Regions from separate parts of the Macaca mulatta genome. Here region 2 is linked to region 1. A link is a contact called in public Hi-C data. All regions are on one chromosome and are shown on one strand. Each heading gives the region's core, a stretch centred on a gene start, on an enhancer-like site or on the middle of the called end of the contact. The rest is flanking DNA. Distances are from core to core; before and after follow the strand shown.

The links. A called contact is a pair of places that touch in the nucleus more often than the background predicts.
Region 2: a contact with region 1 is called in a Hi-C map of fetal cortex germinal zone, with 2.2 times the contacts expected there. The contact joins the promoter of FOXN3 here to the promoter of LOC114679618 in region 1. A contact is called at or near these places in 3 of 14 Hi-C or Micro-C datasets (fetal cortex germinal zone, fetal cortical plate and liver).

What each region holds. Positions count from the first base shown.
Region 1 is chr7:162,658,157-162,664,733 of T2T-MMU8v2.0, reverse strand. It overlaps LOC114679618, which reads right to left and starts at 1,378. Exons shown (of 2, transcript XM_077941603.1): 1 at 1-1,378. It overlaps FOXN3 (forkhead box N3), which reads left to right. Exons shown (of 8, transcript XM_077941602.1): 4 at 2,790-3,346. The coding sequence starts at 2,804.
Region 2 is chr7:162,866,682-162,873,052 of T2T-MMU8v2.0, reverse strand. FOXN3 (forkhead box N3) reads left to right here and starts at 1,387. Exons shown (of 8, transcript XM_077941602.1): 1 at 1,387-1,524.

The sequences.
Region 1 (6,577 bases), core at 129-2,628:
GGAGAATAGCGTGTTAGTTCCTCTGGGAAGCTACTGACAAATAAGCAAATTAAAAAGAAAGAGAGCAGCATGTTGTCATAGCAACAGTGCAATTAAATTACTTTACTGTCAGCCATGATATAATTTTCCTGTTTGGAAGCTCAGGAGACATAAAACTTTCATTTAGAGCTAAAGTTGACTTCAGTGGCTGGGTAGTTCTTTTTTATACTCTACTGTGGGCATTTGCTGGTCATCAGAAAATTTTCTGATGGGATCTGAGGAAACTTTTAAGAAAGACAAGTGGTGCTATAATTCGTTCATAAAGAAGTTAAAGCCAGGATCAGACCAGACTCTGTTGTATCCCCAAGCCTAAAGATGCTAGCTTGTTTTTTCTCTGAAATGTGTCAGGGTAACCTCCTTATTTGATAGAAAGAAATACTCCCTGTGAGTGAACCCCAGTACTTTGGGAGGCCGAGGTGGGTGGATCATGAGATCGAGACCATCCTGGCCAACATGGTGAAACGCCGTCTTACTAAAAATACAAAAATTAGCCAGTCATGGTGGCGCACGCCGGTAGTCCCAGCTACTCGGGAGGCTGAGGCAGGAGAATCGCTTGAACCTGGGAGACAGAGGTTGCAGTGAGCCGAGATCGCACCACTGCACTCCAGCCTGGGCAACAGAGTGAGACTCTGTCTCAAAAAAAAAAAAAAAAAAAAAAAAAACACAAAACAGTTGGGCCTCTCATGACAGCTCCCCCTTAGGCCTTGCGTCTAGCAGGTTCTACCTTTTGGAAGAGGGAAGGTGCTCTAATTCACTGGCACCCTTGGCTGGTTGGTTAGTTCCCAGGATTATGCCTTCCAGAATTCCCTAATAGAGCTTCCCCAGCTGAAGCGGCAGTTGTTTTAGATGTAGTGTTAATGAACATTTAAGAGACATAGAAGGGTCACATCTTTGCCTTTTTAATTTTATTTATTGTTTTGTGACAAGGTCTCCCTCTGTTGTCCAGGCTGGAGTGCAGTGAGCCTCAACCTCCTGGGTTCAAGTGATCCTTATACTTCAGCCTCCCAAGTAGCCGGGACTACAGGCACACACCACCACACCCAGCAAATTTTTGTATTTTTTTGGTAGAGATGGTGTTTTACCATGTTGGCCAGGCTGGGCTTGAACTTCTGAGCTCAAGGGAGATCCTCCTGCCTCAGCCTCCCAAAGTGGTGTGATTACAAACATGAGCTACCATGCCACGCCTATGTCTTTGCTTTTAAATATGTTCATTCATCTCTCTTTCTTCCTCTCCTCTCCTCTCCTTCCTTGCCCTTCCCTTGCCCTTCCCTTCCCTTCCCTTTCCTTGCCCTTCCCTTCCCTTGTCCTCCCCTCTCCTCCATTCCTCTCCCCTCCCCTGCCCTCCTTTCCTCTCCCCTCCCCCCTTCCCTTTCCCTTCCCTTCTTCTTCCCTTCCCTTCTTCTTTCCCTTCCTCCTTCCCTTCCCACTTCCCTTCCCTTCCCCCTTCCCTTCCCCTTTCCCTTCCCCCTTCCCTTCCTCCTTCCCTTCCTCCTTCCCTTCCTCCTTCCCTTCCTCCTTCCCTTCCCCCTTCCCCCTTCCCTTTCCTTCCCTTCCCTTCCCTTCCCTTCTTCCTTCCCTTCCCTTCTTCCTTTCCTTTCATTCTTCCTTTCTTTCTTCAAAACTTTTGAGACAGGATCTCACTCTGTTGCTCAGGCTGGAGTGCAGTGGTGCAGTCATGGCTCACTGCAGCCTCAGCTTCCCGGGTTCAAGCAGTCCTCCCACCCAGCCTCCCAAGTAGCTGAGACTACAGGCATATGCCCGGCTAATTTTTGTATTTTTCGTAGAGACAGGGTTTCGCCATGTTGCCCAGGCTGGTCTCGAACCCCTGGGCTCAAGTGATCCTCTCGCCTCAGCCTCCCAAAGTGGTGAGATTATAGGCATGAGCTACCATGCCCAGCCTGTTCATTTGTTTTCTAGATAGATGCTTGATTTTCTTACCGGTTGTTTCTGTGGGGAATTAAAACATAACACTCTCAAACCAAGCGTATTGTTTTAGCGTTACAGAGAGTGGGAGACCTTTTTGGTTATCTTTACTGTTCTTTCTGTGTTACATTGGGTGCTGGAGGGTTGAACATGCTTTGCGTCTGTAGGGGTCTTTCTGTTTGTAAATGTACCACCTCCTCGTTTTCTTTTCTCATCAGATGTTATTTTACTCCATGTTCTAGGTCATTGATAAAAATGGGGATGGTGGTGGGTCGGGGTGGAGGGATAGGATTCTGTGGCCTGTTTTGTTGAATTGAATTGAATTTACTGTCTTGAAACTGGCAGTTGCTCTCCTTTTTTCACCAGTTCTAATTTCAGTTAATGGCTTATCTTACATTCCCATGTATTCGTGTGGTGCCTGAAGTTACTTGCTTTTCTTCTGTTCGGAAGAGAAAATAATTCGCAATAAAATTTAATGTACTTTAAAACTGGTCTCCTGGTCTCAAGCAATCCTCCTGCCTCAACCTCCCAAAGTGCTGGGATTACAGGCGCGAGCCACCATGCCTGGCTGGTGTTATCGGTCTTGTTTTATTTAAGGGGCATCAGGTCGCCTTGCTATATCAACAGTGGGCTGATTTTTCTCGTCAGCCTATCTGTAGTGGAATTGTGGGATTGCGTTGCTCAGCGTGGGAGTCACGAGGTGGTGGTCCTGTGTGGCAGGGGTTCCACAGAGGGGGCCGTGGGAGGCAACAGAGTCAGAGGGGCACAGTCTGCCTTTCTGTTTTGGGCCTTGCCAGCTCATCATTTCTTTGTGATGTCTTTACTAGGAGCCTTCACGTAAATGGGTCCAGTCATGCCTCCCAGTAAGAAGCCAGAAAGCTCAGGAATTAGTGTCTCCAGTGGACTGAGTCAGTGTTACCGGGGCAGCGGTTTCTCCAAGGCCCTTCAGGAAGACGATGACCTCGACTTTTCTCTGCCTGACATCCGATTAGAAGAGGGGGCCATGGAAGATGAAGAGCTGACCAACCTGAACTGGCTGCACGAGAGCAAGAACTTGCTGAAGAGCTTTGGGGAGTCGGTCCTCAGGAGTGTCAGCCCCGTCCAGGACCTGGACGATGACACCCCCCCGTCCCCCGCCCACTCTGACATGCCCTACGATGCCAGGCAGAACCCTAACTGCAAACCCCCCTACTCCTTCAGCTGCCTCATATTTATGGCCATCGAGGACTCTCCGACCAAGCGCCTGCCAGTGAAGGATATCTACAACTGGATCTTGGAACATTTTCCGTATTTTGCAAATGCACCTACTGGGTGGAAAAACTCCGTGAGACACAATTTGTCACTGAATAAGTGTTTTAAGAAAGTGGACAAAGAGAGGAGTCAGGTAAGCCTCTGTGTCTGGAACCCAAGGTTTGTTTTTTTTTGTTTTTTTAATTTAAAATTTTTCTCTATTAAAAATGAATTTCTGTTCACCACATTAAAGTAGCAGTTGTAAGTAGGTTTTATTCTATCTAATTCATTTAGATAATTTTAAAGAATTTCCTTTCCCCAAGCCTATTAGTTATGTACTGTTTATTAGCGTTTGTACTATTTGAGGGTTTCCCACTGATAGGGTTTCCATAAAGATAAAACGGTGGTTTGCAGAATTGTTTGGTTCTCAGTTATCATCCCTCAGTGTGGATGGTTCACTTTGGTTTTAGAGTCTTAACAAAGGTCAGTATTCCAAGGGCAGCCATTAACCGTGAAGTATGTGTATATATATGTATTTGAAAAAAACTGCTACCATGAGCTAGAGAAAAATGGTGTTTCTTTTTTTTCCCTGAATATGAACGAGGAGGAGGGAAATTTCTCCAGTGTTCTGGAATAAGTAGACAGTGATGAACATTGGGAAGAGACTTGAGTATACTTACACTCCAAGACTAAACAGGCATGAATTGCCCAGGTGACTGTCATGAAATCTGGTGTCTATATAAGTGACAACTTTGAAATTCCTGGCTCAGAGTGAGGGTCCCATTAGAGACTGACTTTAAAAAGGTTTAATATTGACTTTAAAGCAGAGGTGCCCAGTGTTTTTGGCATTAGGGACCCATTTTGTGGAGGGCCAGGGGGGATGGTTTTGGTACGAAACTGTTCCACTTCAGATCATCAGTCATTAGGTTCTCATAAGAAGCATGCAACCTGGATCCATCACATGCACAGTTCACAGTAGGGTTTGTGCTCCTATGAGAATCAAATGCTGCAGCTGATCTGACAGGAGGCGGAGCTCAGGTTGGCGATGCTCAGGTTGGCGATGCTCACCTTCTGCTGTGCAGCCCCCCCTTCCCCCCCATCCCTAACAGGCCACTGATTGGGACACGGCCTGGGTTGGGGACCCCTGCTTTAAAGCCATAGTTTGTACTTCATGGTCAGTGAAAAGAAGATGATTTTAATAATTTGCTTTCTTTCTCTTTTTTCTTTTCTTTCGTTTCTTTTTTTTTTTTGAGACCAGGGTCTTGCTGTGTCACCCAGGCTGGAGTGCAGTGGTATGATCCCAGCCCACTGCAGCTTTGACCTCCTGGGCTTAAGTGATCCTCCCATCTCAGCCTTCAAAGGAGCTGGGAGCACAGGTGTATGCCACTACACCCTGCTAATTTTTATACTTTTTGTAGAGATGGTGTCTCGCTATGCTGCCCAGGCTGGTCTCAAACTTCAGGGCTCAAGTGATTCACCCAACTTGGCCTCCCAAAGTGCTGGGATTACAGGCATGAGCCACCACGCCTGGCCTATTTTTGTTTTAAGGAATGTAATAGGTGTAGTAGAAATTGGGCGACTGTTAAGAAGTGGACAACAAAATTGTGATCTGACTTTGAGTCCTGAAAAGTAATGCAGCCACAGTTAAGATAAATGGCCAGAAAAAGTTCCCTCCACTAAGTTTTCATGTGACTGTGTTTTCCCGCTTTGTGTGTTGTGTTAATGATGCTGCCTTGTGCAGCTGGAGTTCTGGTTCTCTCTCTTTTTGAAGTTCAGGTTTGGATGCAGGACCACCATTGTGTGGGGTCAGTGGCTGGGCAGGGCTGGGGCCTTTAATTTCTTTCTGGCAGCATGTCACTGTTTCAAGTAGAATCTTGAGCGTGAGAATATTCTCATTGTCTTTGGCATGGGAGAGTATGAATCAGGAAGTGGCCTAGCCCTATTGCTCCTTGCTCAAATTGGATGTGTTTGTGTGCAAATGCTCTTCACTCAGTTTCTGTTTGAGATGGGGGGTGGGGACGCAGGGCTTGGGGAGGGGTGTTGCCTGGGAGGAAAGATGTGGGCACTAAGGAGGGATTTACTTTGATCACTGGTGCAAATGATGCCTGGGTCGAGCGTGCAGATCTGAATATTCATAAGTTTTTGGGCCCCTCCTCCTCAGGTCCTTATTTTTATGTAGCTGTAACCATCAAAGTGCATCCCTTTAATCAGGGAGAGGAATTTCCGTGACCATGAAGCTCTTTCTCCTTCCTCTGTATCTCAGGTTGGGCATTTGGAGAGCCACCTCTGGACTTGGCTTTTTTGAGTGCTTTAAGATTATTCTTTGAGCTTAGAGGACATTCATTGCTCCCCTGTAAAGAACCAAGTCTGTGGTATTTAAAGCTTCTGTATAGGTGGGTCTTTGTGGCAAGAAAGGGAAAGTCTCCGAATGCAATTCCAGGCAGAACGTGGAGAAGAAAGTGCTGCTCAGGTCCCCCAAAGCCGCATGGCAGTGATAAAGCAACAAACAGGGCATTTAGTTTGGTGTAAAACGAGTCTGCAAGTTCCTGCATGCCTGAATCTTCGTGTTTGACATAATGCCGGTGCACATAAAAGTAATTTAGCAAATGCACACTCTGAAATGTTAGAAAAGACCAACGCCAGAGTGTGCAACAAGACTCGGGAGCATTATTCATCAGTCAGCCTTGGGAGTGACAAGTGGGTGTTGGATGCCGTGTGTTGAGGCATACCGGGAGGAGCTGTTCTCCCCCCATGCAATCCCCCACCGCTGGATTCTGGGAATCATGTTTTCCAGGAGTGAAGGTCGTCAGTCCGGATAAATTCAGATATCACTTGTTGAAAGAGAATGGTTTTAAAGACCTGAGATTGTTAATGTTATGAAACGTTCAGTTCTGGCTTCCCAGCCATCCTGACCTGTATTGACATGTTTCTGATCAAATGCCAGTCAGTTTTGTGGTTGGGAGTTTGCTCCCAGCATTTGGGATTCTGTGAGAACAAAGCAAGAGGTGTGAGTTTTTCCACTTTTCTCCTCTTTCTTGGGTTCCCCCAGGCCAGCTGCTGGCTGCTGTGAGAGGTGCAGGCTCCCAGGTATGCTCAGGTACACCCAGGTCCTTCCAGGGCATTGACGTGGCTCAGTCACTTGGGGTTTGCTACTATGGCATTCTCCCTGATATTCTGCCCTGTGAAAGCTCCTTTACCTCTATGGGTAAACTTGTTTTTTCCCATGAGATTTTATTTGGCGGGAGCTCCCACATTGAAGTTGCCTTCAGCACAGTGACTAAATGCACCTGAATGTTGGTGAGAAGTACCTTAAATTGAACGGGAAAATTGAAACCTTGCAAGTTGTATGCAGTGAATTAGCTATTCCACTTTTAATTTTCTTCTG
Region 2 (6,371 bases), core at 138-2,637, 210 kb before region 1:
GATCTCATGAGATGTATGTGCAAGTAATTTAAGATTGACAAGTGTAACATATGACAACCAGTTTTTTTTTGCGTGGATACAAGGCATCAGAGAAAGTGCCTTTGATGTTTAATTAATACTAAAAATCTTCCATTACACTTGTTTAGCTAAAATTGGAAAGGGGGAGGGCAAGAGTACTTTTCAAAGGGACTTTTTCTGCTTCAAAAATAGAAATCAGAAAGCACATATTTGATTTTCCTTATGGTGTAAACCACAGTGCCATTGTTATTAGCAGTTTTGCAGAATTGTGACCTTCAAACTTGGTGATACCAAAGACTGAAAAAAAGCTCCCAGTCTTGAAGCCTTTCAAGCAGGCTTTTCAAACTAAAGCACTTTTATTTTGAATTAAGGGCTAATAGAATTGTCCTCTTAAATGAGCACTTGCAAGATTAAAAGTTGCTTTCCAGGTGGGCTGCAGTAAATGAATGTGCCAAGAGGTTGCTGAAAGCTCTTTTAGGGGCAAACGAGAGGAATCTGATATGAGTTCATGTAACAAACACCCTTTCCCCTTTGTGAAAGAGAAACCTGGAATTTACAGTCTTCCTAATTGTACACGAGCTGATTTGTGTATACATCTAGGATCATAATTTACTTTCAGTTTACTGAATTTGTGAATTTTTGCATTTGTTTTAATTTGTAATTAAGTTTTCTCTATGAGGCACGCCATATGCCACCATTAATTCTTTCTCGTTGATTTCTTAGGAGATACATGAGTGCATATTTTGATGCAATTTTTGAGGTCTTTTGAAAATCAAATGACTACATGTTTAGCCATATGGGGCTTTGTTATTTAAAAGAGCATATTATAAAGTAAAAGAAAGCGAAATGCAAAAGGGTCTGTCAACAGGGGGAAAATATTGGGAAAAACAGTTTAAAACATTGTTTTAACCACACGCATTTTCAACCTTTTTTCTTTTTAGCGTTATATTTTTGAAATCTATCTTTATCGATCCCGTACCGCGTCTCACCGTCTGTGAACCGCCAATATCACCAGTGCACCGGGCAAACCTCTGTCTGCTAGGTACTGCCCTACGCTTATCCTGGGGCTGCAGATCCTAGCATCTGCCTTCTAAGAGTTCAGTTGGAGCCAATGTCTTTCTTTTGAACATCTTGTGCCAGGATTTGAAATTAAGCTCCAGTTCATCCGCACACCCCGCGGCCGCTTTCGCAAGGGGCCGAGGGGGTGGCGGCCTCGCCCGGGGACTCGCGGCGCTGGGAGCTGCCTGCCCTCGGTGCGGGCTGCAGACCGGGCCGCGAGGCGGGCGCGCGGCGCGCACTAGGACCCAGCAGGGCTCCAGGCCCGGGTGGGAGCCGCGCCGCCGACCCCGGGCGGGCGCCGGGCGCAGGAGCCGGGGTTCCGGCCGCGATCTGCTGCAGCTCGGCCGGGAGACGGCGCGACCCGGCGGCGGGGCCACCCGCGAGTCCAGCGTCGCCGCAGCCCCCCAATGCGGCCGCGAGAAGCAGCGGGGGGGCAGGCGATCGAAGGTAACGAAAATGGGGCTCATTTCCTGCCTCCTAATCTGCTCGGGTTTAGCATTGCCACGAGAAGCCCTCCGTGTTCAGGCTGCTGCATTTTGGGGCACCCTTTGATTTTTTTTTGTAGGTGTCCGCCCCCCTATTTCCACCTGGTTTCAGATTGATTTATAGCTTGCAGCCCAAATGGGAAAGATCCAGCCATGGCAAGTTGCTTATTTTCATTAGTTTTGTCTCAAAAGTAAGTTCATTAAAAAAAAAAAAAAGTTTCTTAGGAATGTGTGGATAGTCGCTTTTTAAATTAAAAAAAAATTGCAGACAAATAGATATTTATAAAAATAATCAAATAATTGATGCAATTCTGTTAATTACTTTTAGGGAAGCCCACTTCTGTGGGCTCCCCGGGCGTTACTTTTATTTTCAAGGAAGGAACGTGTTAAATGTGGAGTTTGTTTGGCTGGGCAGAGTTTACAGCATTGCTGTCGCAACTGTTTTGCTATCAATTATAAACAGTGTCAAATCTATGGGCAGTTTCAGCCTCTTTTCAATACTGTAACGGGTTATCCTGATATGACATCTATAGATGAGTTTCCACTGAGGGTAATAAGATTTCTCTTTTTGGAGAAACATTGTTTTGAGGGGAAAACCATGATTGCCGGCTGGGAAGGCTGAAGAGACTATTTTTCATGCTTTGTTTATACTCCCGGGATGACATTTGGGGAAGGGAAATGCAATCTTTCTCAGGAGCTTTTAATTGTGGGATTACAAATTTATTTAATTTATTAGTTTCAATTGGTTGGGCTCGGGGAGCCCTCTGTCACAGGCTGTGCTTAAGGTGACACATTTGCTAGCAGTTGGGACACATGATTGCAAATGTAAAATGTGCCTCACCCGAAAGGACTGGTCTGCTGGAAGCTCCCGTGTGGAGCTGTCGTAGGCAGGGTGCGACTGGCTCATTGAGGAAAAAGGGAATCGTTTTCCTTAGCTAAGGAAGACATCCTGTTATATTCCTTTTGTTCCCTGTTTTTCATTGATCGCCGGCTCTGCCTTGGAGAGGAGAGCAGCTCGGAGGGTGCAGAGCTCTGAAGGCTGCAAGAATGACTGGAGCCCACTTTAACTCTCACACTGATTGGTCAGTTAGATTGAGACTTAGGAAAACAGTCACCCAAAACCTTCTTTTAAAATCGTGCTGTAGTTTCACGTAGCCCTCTTGTGCACAGATTTCTGCAGGGTCGGTTTTTCATTCGGGTGCAGTTTGCTCGAGATACCTTTATGTTTAATTTTTTTGTTTCTATCCAGATAAAGTAGGCCATTTTGGTGACAAATTTCTTTGCAGACGTAAGCTACTAGCTTACACGTATAGATACAGCACTTTACAATACATTCTCAATGATTTCTGCTCATAAGTTGTAGAATGCCAAGTTGTTCAACTTAGAATAATGATTCCTAACTGGTTTTGGATCTGAGTCTTTAAAAAGGACCATCAGTAGATGGATGCTTAACTGTATCATTACTTTGATAATTTAAGTGCCTTGTGCATTAGCACGTTTCATGCACTAAGTCTAAAATTGTGACAGTGAAAGGAAAAGACAATGAAAAGAAAACAATCAAAATCAGCCTGCACACTATTCTAAGAGATTGTGGCATCTGCTTTGAGGATAATGCATTTCACATCCAAGAAGAAGGGCATTCTGCACCATATAAAAATATGAATTAGTAAACATTGTGCAATGTTGTATCTGTAACACAGACCGTAAACATCTTCATTTGAGCCTTTAAAGCGATTTCATTAAAGAAGCACTGTCCCAGAAGTTGTTAAATGTATAAACACTTTTCTGATTGGCTTAAAAATTTAGACACAGGAAGTGGATTGTATCTAATAACTGATGAGTGGAGACATGGTTGTCATGGAAACCGAGAGGAGTAACCCCACCCCACCCCCACTACACATACATACTCTACCATGACCACCACTTAAAAAGAAACAAAAACAAAAACAAAACCTGCATGTCATCACAGATGCCTGGAGAACATGTTGGCTTCTGTAAGCTTTCCCACAGCATCTGTTGAAACCTGAGATCGTGCCTGTCAAATCAAGGTCATTTTACAACAACAACCAAAAATGTGGTCTCCTAGATTTCATAACTGTATTTTTATTGGAAATATTTGAGGAAACAGCCTTAAAGCAAGGATGAGCCCCCAGGCTTACTTTGCATTTTGCCACCTCTGAGCTGTGCAAGGGAAGGCTGAGAACAATGTATCTGAACACTTAATTGTGGAATCAAACTGATTTGTGTGTCTACTGTTAGAACAAAACTCTTTTGAGAGTCAGAAAGGTTAGAATGTTACCTGTGGATGAGGAGTCATCTGGGGAAGTTATAATGAGGTGTTTGTGTTTACAAGAGGGTTCAAAGTTGAACTCAAGCAATGGAACTTACAGACTGGTGGCCTTTTAGAACCCTGCTCTAAGGCTGCGTTTGTGTGTGGGGTGGTGGGGGTGGGGGTAGGGGGGTGAAGGGGAGGGATGAAGATTGCCTGGTACTTTGGGAAATATAAGAGAGGGTGTTCTCAGAAGCTAACCAGGGAAAGGAAAATCTAAATGAAAATAAGAACTGCTTCATAATTGTCATTATTATTATCCAGTTGACTTATGATAGAAAAGTTTACTGTTTTGTGGATGGGGAAGAGTGCTTTTGTTTTTAGGATAATTGAGATGTTCCCAGTATCAAAATTGCAAATATTTCCAGTATCTTGGTAATGATTTCCATGAGGACTATATAGAAAAAAGTTTGGAGACCTCCCCTCCCCTTAGCCTCCACCCCGCCCCGGTTCATTTTGCTAAGCAAAAAATAACCAACGAGGCCCTGTCCTAAATTTTGACTTTGAGGATCAACATTGAACCTTGTAAAATATAAAGCAAATACATTCCTTATATTTTTCTAATCTTGTTAATGGCAGTCTTCAGATTTTCTGTTCTTGATATTCATTTAGAAATGTCTTCCTTCAAGTCATGGCAATTTAAAGCATTGAATAGCTTTATCTTAATTAATAATGGTCAGTTTTAAAACTTGTTCAATTAACAATTTGGTCTTTTTAAAAAGCAGGAAATTTCCCTTATTTTCATCAACTAATTGCATGGGGAGTGGGGAGGAAAAGAATCCTAACTCTATTTTAATGTTTATTTAATATTGTGCATGTATGCCATAGAAATATGTACTTTAGAAGTTAAATATTTGACAACATGGGATTATGAAATATATGCTAAATCACCCAGATATTTAACTGATTGGGACTTGGTAAAGAAGATTAAGTTTAATGGCACAACTGGTCTCTTTTAGCGAGGATTTCCTGTAGGGAGCTTTCTTATCTACCAGTGTGTTCCTTGGCAGGAAACATGTCAGTTGCTTGTTTTTACAAACTGAAGGAAGTGAATGGGATTTGTTGGTTTCTAGAATCTACCTTCATTCTCTATTGTCTTTCAAATAGTTGGCTCAGAACACTTCATTTCAAAAGGGGCTTTGGAGGGGTACAATTGATTCTCTGCAAACCTGTGGAATTTAGGTTTATTTCTTTCTGATTTTGGAATTAGGAAAATTGATCATGGTACGACCATGTGCAACTTATTTTCCTAATACAAATGAACAAGATGTTCAATAACATTCCAATTCATTTTCAGTTGTCAGCTAGTTACTCACATACTCACTGAAGCTGCTGTTTTTGGATGGCTATGCCAAATTTCTCATAATTATTCCAGAATACCAACCGAATGCCAGTGTCGATTTTGGATTAGTGTAGAGAGGTAAAGAGAAAGAGGCAGCGTCATCCTTCTCATTGCTTATAACAAAAGGTCCATAAAGAATACATGTCAGGTATACGCCATTCTTGCTGATAGCCAAAAAAAAAAAAAAATCGAAATTGGGGATGGGTTGGCTAAATCCAGTTTATAGTACACTTGAGGAAAACGAATTTTAACTTTGAAAGGATTTGCTGTGCAGAAGTCTGGATTAGGTTCTGAATGTTGAAAATGAGTATATTTAATTGCTTCAATTCCTAGATGTTTCAAATTCTGGAAGAGGAGAAAAGGGTAAGCTTCTTTAAAGGAAAGTAAATGCATCCACCTCCATTTGCAGAGAGCAGCCTGGTGAGGGAGGTTAAGAGTGCCTGAGGGAGACAGAACCATTTCTTGCAATGGTTTGCACACATTTTCGTAGACATCATTTTTGTTTTATACTTAGCACCAAATAGAATCTTATGCAAGACCCTCATGTATGAGTCAAATAAAAACAGAGCTGCTCTGAGGGAACTAGGAGCCCAGAGCCTGCTATTGTCACCTGGGTTGTGCCCAGGGCACACTCTAGAACCCAGTACCACCGTGTACACAGTTTGCAAACCACTGCTTCTAAAATGTTCTCTAAAGAAGACCTTGGGGAATTGCTTGCAGAGCCCTGGAACCTCTTAGTGAAAGGGAGAACTTTTGCCTTGACAATTTAAGAGGCCGCTTGTGCCCATAGTGAGTAGGGAAAAGGTGGCAATTAGTGATGTGATACAGTGTACCCTAGGAAGCCTATGTACATATAGAAAAAGATGACTGACCACAAGCATGAAAGAGCCCTAGCCCAGTCTATAATAAGAGGGAAGGCATATTCTTAGGGGTTACTTATAAACCAGGGCTCCTTTTATTTATAAATTATAGGAACATCATATGGGGATGTTTGAGATTAGTTGGTTATAATTTTGCTGGAATACATGGCTTTATTCTGTCACCACCTCAAGATCTGTTCTATCACTGTTATTCTATTAGTCAGTGAAAATAATTTCATATGAAGTGTCATTCATGAAATGAAAATTTGCCAAGCTAT